Regions from separate parts of the Mus musculus genome. Here region 1 is linked to region 2. A link is a contact called in public Hi-C data. All regions are on one chromosome and are shown on one strand. The core of a region is the stretch at or near the end of the contact, and the rest is flanking DNA. Distances in the headings are between cores, read along the strand shown.

Region 1 (2,993 bases), core at 244-2,743, 2.5 Mb after region 2:
GAATCCAACTGCTGCACTGCGCTAGAGTACAGGAAGTTCTGTGTGTGCTCTTGCCCCCACCGAAGCCTATGGAAAACAGCCATATGTCCATGCATCCCCAAGTCAGAGAGATATGGCTTTCTGTCTGTTGTGGTTTGAATATGTTAGGCCCAGGAAGTGGCACTATTAGGAGGTATGGCCTTGTTGGAATAGGTGTCTCACTGTGGGTGTGGGCTTTAAGACCCTCATCCTTACTGCTTGGAAGTCAGTCTTCCTAGCAGCCTTCAGATGAAGATGTAGAACTCTCAGCTCTGCCTGCACCATGACTGCCTGGATGCTACCATGATCCTTGATGATAATGGACTAAACCTCTGAACCTATAAGGCAGCCCTAACTAAATGTTGTCCTTATAAGAGTTACCTTGGTCGTGGTGACTATTCACAGCAGTAAAAACCTAACTAAGACACTATCCATTGCTTACAGGGAGAGGGAGAGGGGGGAGGGGGAGGGGAGGGGGAGGGGGAGAGGGAGAGGGAGGGAGGAGAGGGAGGGAGGAGAGGGAGAAGGGGGGAGGGGGAGGGGGAGGGGGAGGGGCAGGCTTAGGTGAAGGCACTTAGGGTGAAGGCAGAAGGATTAAGAGCTTCAAGACAGTGCCAGTGAGGTGGCTCAGTGGGTAAAGGTACCAAGTCTGAGTTCAATTTTCGGAACCCAAAAGTGGAAAGAAAAAACAGATTCCCTAAAGTTGCCCTCTGACTTCCACACATTCGTGGTAGTGTGTGCACACCAATCCACATACATATGAACACACATATAAATAAGTAAAAAAAAAAAATAAAGTTTTATAAGTGTTCCAGGCCACTCTGAGCTGCACAGTGAGACCTTACCTCTGTCTCAGATATAAATCAAAAGGTCATGGTATGGGTCAGAAGAGGATGCTACATACATATCTCTTTCTCCTTTGTAGGGTGCATCTGCCTTGCTGATTATGTGGTGTAACTGAGCCACTTCGCCACCTTGACGTGGGCTTGGTGTTAGGTCCAGAACATGGTCACTAGCCAGTTGGCCTCTATTCTCTCTGCCAAGACCCGGGGAGGCTCCAGCAGCCTCAGGATCACAGTGAGTAGCATAGACGACAGTGGGTGACATAGAGACATAATGCCCAGGCTGAAAGTTCAAGGAAACGTGGGGTCCATACCCAGTGTGCGTCACGCTCGCCTGACACCCCCTACCTTGGGAAAGGAGCACAGACCCCGCCCCGGGTGTGTTGGGGATGGACAGGGCCAGGAGCTCAGCAATGAGACAACTGCACGTGGAAGCATGTAGGAGGACCCAGGGACTGGGGCAGCGAGGGGCGTGGCCATCAGGGGCGTGGTGCCGACGCGCGGCCAGAGAGGGCGTGGTTTTGGTGAGCGAAGAAGCGTGAGCAACAGGGGCGTGATCACTAGGGGCGTGGCCATCGCGGGGGCGGGGCGGTGACGCGCTTCGACGCGCGATCCCGGAAGCGGTGTCAGTACTGGGGAGCCGGCGGCGGGCGGCGGGTGGCAGGGACTTGTTGTTCTTCGCCGAGTCGGAACGAGAAGTCCGAAGCGCGCAGGCGGAGACGGCGACTAAGGGGAGCGCGAGAGCAGAAGCGCTTGTGAAGAGTGCGTGTCCGCAAGGAGCCGCCGCGCCCGGCCCCGCGCGCGACCCGGGTGAGTGAGGGGCTTCGGGAACTGGGTAGGGGAACCCAGAGTTCGTGCACCTGCGGGAGGAGCACCCCGAAGGCCGCGGGACCCAGCCTGGGCCTCGAGCACGTGCCACGCGGGACCTAGCTCAAGGCCCACACGGGACCCACCACGTGCGGGAGAGTGGCACCCGGGAGCCGTGCGCACCTGGCCATTTCCGTCGGCGTAGAATTCGCCCCCACCTCGCCCCCGGCCGGGACCCCGAAAGGGCCTGAGTAACTGGTGTCACTTTCTAATCAGCTGACCGGCCAGCGGTGCCGGATGTGGAAGCTGTGGGTGGGGAGCGAGGCAGGTGACCGTCTTGGCCAGCCTATCGCTTCCGTCACTTTCTTCAGGTGTGGTCTGGGGCCAAGGTCCCATCCAACTCTGAAGTGCGAGGTTCCCTAGTAGGGTGAGCGGATAGGCGTGTTAAGAGTGTGCATGTTTACGAGCGTGCGGCGAGAAATCAGAAGCAAAAACTCTAGCAAATTACAGGTGAAGAAAGCCTCGTGGGTCCTAGGTGCCTAGATTAGATCTCTTTGGGGGAGATAGACTCCTCTTCTGGTATCCTTGAGATAACAGCCACTCCAGCCTCCTAGAACTTGCCCCGTAAGAACGCAGTCGGTATTTGGGAGGTGAGGCTGCTTGGTGCTCTTGTTTCTCTAGGGAAGTTAGTCTGAGCCTCGCTTTTCACACAGCTCTCATTGCTAACACAGATGCACTTTAACAGTTCGCCTTCCAATTGATGGACAGGCACTCAGTACACTCAGTCCTCAAAAGCTAGCTTGTGTCTCAGCTGGTAGGTAGTTCACCCCTTCCACTCCTGTGGAGTCACTAAAATTAGCCCTGGGACCCCAGAGGTTGGCACTGCTGAGGTCATACTGTGGCAGCAACATTTCAGAAGGTATCTGGTGGAGTGCACGTGGGTACTTTGATGCTTTGAGCTGGTGTTTTAGGGCCAGGTAACTTCTTTCAAAGGTGTTGGTCTAAAGCCATTATGTTATGGTGGCACATGCTTGTACTCCTAGCACATGGGAGTCTGAGGCAGGAAGATCTTGAGTTTAAGGTTAGCCTGGATTGCTTAGCTAGTTCAAGACCAGCCTTAGTTACATAGCGAGACACTGTCACACAAAACCAAACTGAAACAGTAGGTGTGAATTTAAGCATGTGGATGGAGTCAAGAAAGCTGTATAGGCAGGACCTACCTGCAGCCCATGTCACTGGGGACAGCCCTCACTGATGACAAAAACCTTCCTCTCTCCTTAGATAAATCACGAGAAATGTGGTGTTTGACCTTGGTAAAGGGAATGT
Region 2 (3,293 bases), core at 192-2,691:
GCACTCAAACAAATAAATCTTTAAAAATAAAGAAATCTGTTTTCAAGTTGAGCTATGGCGCTTAACTCACTAAACTGGCTTTGTTTTTGTTGTTTTTACTTCACCTCTGGATTTAAAAAGGAAGAGAGGTAGAGAGCTGGCTCAGTAGTTAAATGCACTCCTTTTAACCACTCTTGGTTGGCTCCTCTTGCGGAGGACTAGGCTTTGAGTCCCAGCACCCACAAAGCAATTCACAACCATCTTTCCTGCCCATTTCCCAGAGGATCTAAAGCCTTCTGTTGGCCTCCTCGGGCACCAGGAACGAATGAGGTGCATAGACATAATGTAAGCAAACCCCCATGAACGTTTTATTATATAAAAGAAGAAATGCACTTGCACATTTCTTATCTCAATTACCTGTTTTAAAAATCCTTTCAAAAAACTCTTAAACAGGATGTGGTAGAATACTTCCTTAATTCAGAAGTTTAATGTCATCTTGAGCTACCTAAAGAGTTTCGGGCCAATCTCACTTTGGTCAGTTTGTGCTTTCTTAATATTTGGATTTGAGATTGTGTCTCCCTATGTAGCCTGCACGGAAGATGCAGTCCAACCAGCTGTGCGGAGCTCCTGTCCAGCACTAATACTGACCGTCACTTTGGTTAAAAGCTCAAAATCTGAGCCAACGGTGAATAGACTGAAACTACAGAAATGGCTCAACGGTAAACTGCATCCTAATAAGATTTTGTAAGGTAAAGACAAAAAAGGAAACGAAAAGAAAAATTGTGGCGCGGAAGGGTTGTACGGGGCGGGGTATGGACGTTAATACTGTCTCACCGGTCATTCCAATCGTCCCCTCGCCGTCTTTCATCCCTTTCCCGGGAACGGTCATAATCGCTGCGCTCTCTTCGAAATTTGTCCCTGCGTCTTCGGTCGTATTCATCATCACTGTCACCCATGGTGCTGTCAGAGGAGGCCTGGGGCCCGGCGGCGGGTAGACACGGTGATGATGAACAAGGACCAGAGGAGGGACAATCCCCCGGGGACAGCACGCCCGCCTCCCTCCCGCCGAGGCCGGCCTGCCATCCCGGGCAGGGCGATCGCTCCGACAGTTTCACTGTCCCCACGGATTCCCCCTCGTCCACCCCCGAAGCCCCCGGGCACGGTCCTCTCCTCGCAATCCCGCCGCCCGGGCCTTTCCTTCCCCTCCCCCACCTGGCAGCGGTCGGGGCCGTTGGAAGCGCGCGCCGGCGGGCTTGTTTTCCGGGCGGACCGGAACGAGCGACAATGGACCACAAAGAGGGTTGGAAGGAGACGCTGGGATTCTCAGCCCGGAGACGAAGGGGAAGAGAAGAGCGGGACCGCGGGGGGGGGGGGGGGGCAAGGAGGCGCGCGCGCGTCCTACGTCACTCCCGGAGCTCGGCCTCCAACTACAAAACAAGACCCCCGGACCAAACTAAAACTCCGAGATTAAAAGAATGACGGGAAGAGGGTGGAGACGCGGAAGTCTCGCGTGGTTTTGCGACAAAATCGCCCCAGCTTCTCGGAGCTACGGAAGTTGAGCTGGGCCAAGCCAGGCCTTCTGAACGTGCTCGTGCCTACTTGAAAAGGAGGGCACTGGAGAAGTTAAGTGTCACTCCCGTAAGGTATCCTGGGTAGGAGCTAGTTTGCATCCAAAGGTTGCTTTGCAATAGCCCTGGGCTGGGGCACCTCTTGACCTCCTCAAGGGCGGATTTGCTATCGAGGGGTTTGGGGACGATGGATGTCTAGGGAATAATTCATAGAAGCAACCATTTTAGAGGCATCTCCTCCCACCATTTTCTCCTGCAAAAAAATACAGTATGTGCTACTTATAAAATGCGTTCTTCCTGCTTGTCTTGGACAGAGGAGCCTAATACTCATGCAAAAGTGTAAACCTCGATCTTAATGCCCAGTTCTTTAATGGGAGTCTTTACATTGCAGTCTGGAAACAACCACCAGGATCCACTAGTTTCCAGTTGAAATCCCTAAGATAACAGTAAGCCCTTTTCCATGAATAGAATACTAAGCTAAACAAGGGAGCATGCCACTGTCTTGCTCCCAGAAAAGAATGAAAAATCCCAGCATCTAATAAGGTGTATTTACAAGGGGGCATTTTAAAAACTTAGCAGACAGTTACGTTGGCACAGGCGTAACCCGAGTTACTCAGTAAGTCAAAGCAGAATCAAATTCAGGGGTTGCAAAATGAGTTCAAAGCCAGCCTTGACAATTTTCTAAAACCCTTTCTCAAAAACATTTTCCAAAGAGGCCGGTCCAGTGTGTAAGAGCACTTCCTGGTCTTGCAGAAAATCAGAGTTGGAGTCCCAGCTCCCATGTGGCTGGCTGCTCACAGACTGTTAACTCCAGTGCCTAGGGAACTGACACCTCTTCTGGTCTGCAAGGGCACTGCACTCAGATGCACACACACCCACACACTGATACACAGATACATATACTCATCATTTTGTTCCAAAACAAGGTTTCTGTGTACCCCATGGCTGGCCTGGAACTCCCCTTGTAGACTAGGTTGGCCTCAGACTGAGAGATCTTCCTGTCTCTGCCTCCTGAGTACTGGGATTTAAGTCTTGCAACCAGCTCATACACACGTAATTCAAGAAGATGGGAGCATGGTGGCGCTCACCTCTAATCCCAGCACTCTGGTGGCAGAGGCAGGCAGATCTCTGAGTTGGAGGCCAACCTAGTCTACAAAGGGAGTTCCAGGCCAGCCAGGCAGGGCTACACAGAGAAAGAAGGCCCCGTCTCAAGAAAGAAGTAGAGGAGGAAGAGGAGGGAAGCAATGAGAGTCGTACAGCTCAATGATAGAATGCTTGCCTACCGTATGACAGGACCTGGGTTTAGGAAGAAATAAGCTAAGAAAGGAGAGAGGGAGACTGAAGGTGCTGTTCAGCAGGTGGGCATGTGCTTAGCATATATGAGTCTCTGGCCCATCCCCAGCACCCTCCATCCCCCACAAGAAAAGTAGCCATGTGCAGTGTCACATTCCTGCAGCCCCAGCACTGCAGAAATGAGGGCAGAGGGATCCCGGGTTCGAGAACAGCCTCAGCTATCTAGCAATGTTTCAAACCAAGGGTAGCCTGGGATACTTTACAGTTTGTCCTTTAGAGAACTACCTCTGTTTGACATTTGGCCTATGTCACGGCACTGTGGCTAAATGCACCGAGCAGGTCAGCATCGTAAGTAAACATAGGATCCGAGATGATGCCTCCCTCTGGAGAATGGCATGGAAAATTGAAATCGATGAGCACACCAGGTATATTTGTTCCTTCTGGAGCAAGACC

What was found. Hi-C and Micro-C count contacts between places; a contact is called where the count stands out from the background.
Region 1: a contact with region 2 is called in a Hi-C map of B cells, with 6 read pairs. The contact joins the promoter of Mafk here to the promoter of Srrt in region 2.

The regions. Positions count from the first base shown.
Region 1 is chr5:139,790,043-139,793,035 of GRCm38.p6, forward strand. Mafk (v-maf musculoaponeurotic fibrosarcoma oncogene family, protein K (avian)) reads left to right here and starts at 1,494. Exons shown (of 3, transcript NM_010757.2): 1 at 1,494-1,670.
Region 2 is chr5:137,306,233-137,309,525 of GRCm38.p6, forward strand. It overlaps Srrt (serrate RNA effector molecule homolog (Arabidopsis)), which reads right to left and starts at 1,442. Exons shown (of 20, transcript NM_031405.2): 1 at 1,192-1,442; 2 at 814-953. The coding sequence starts at 935. It also overlaps the pseudogene Gm43013.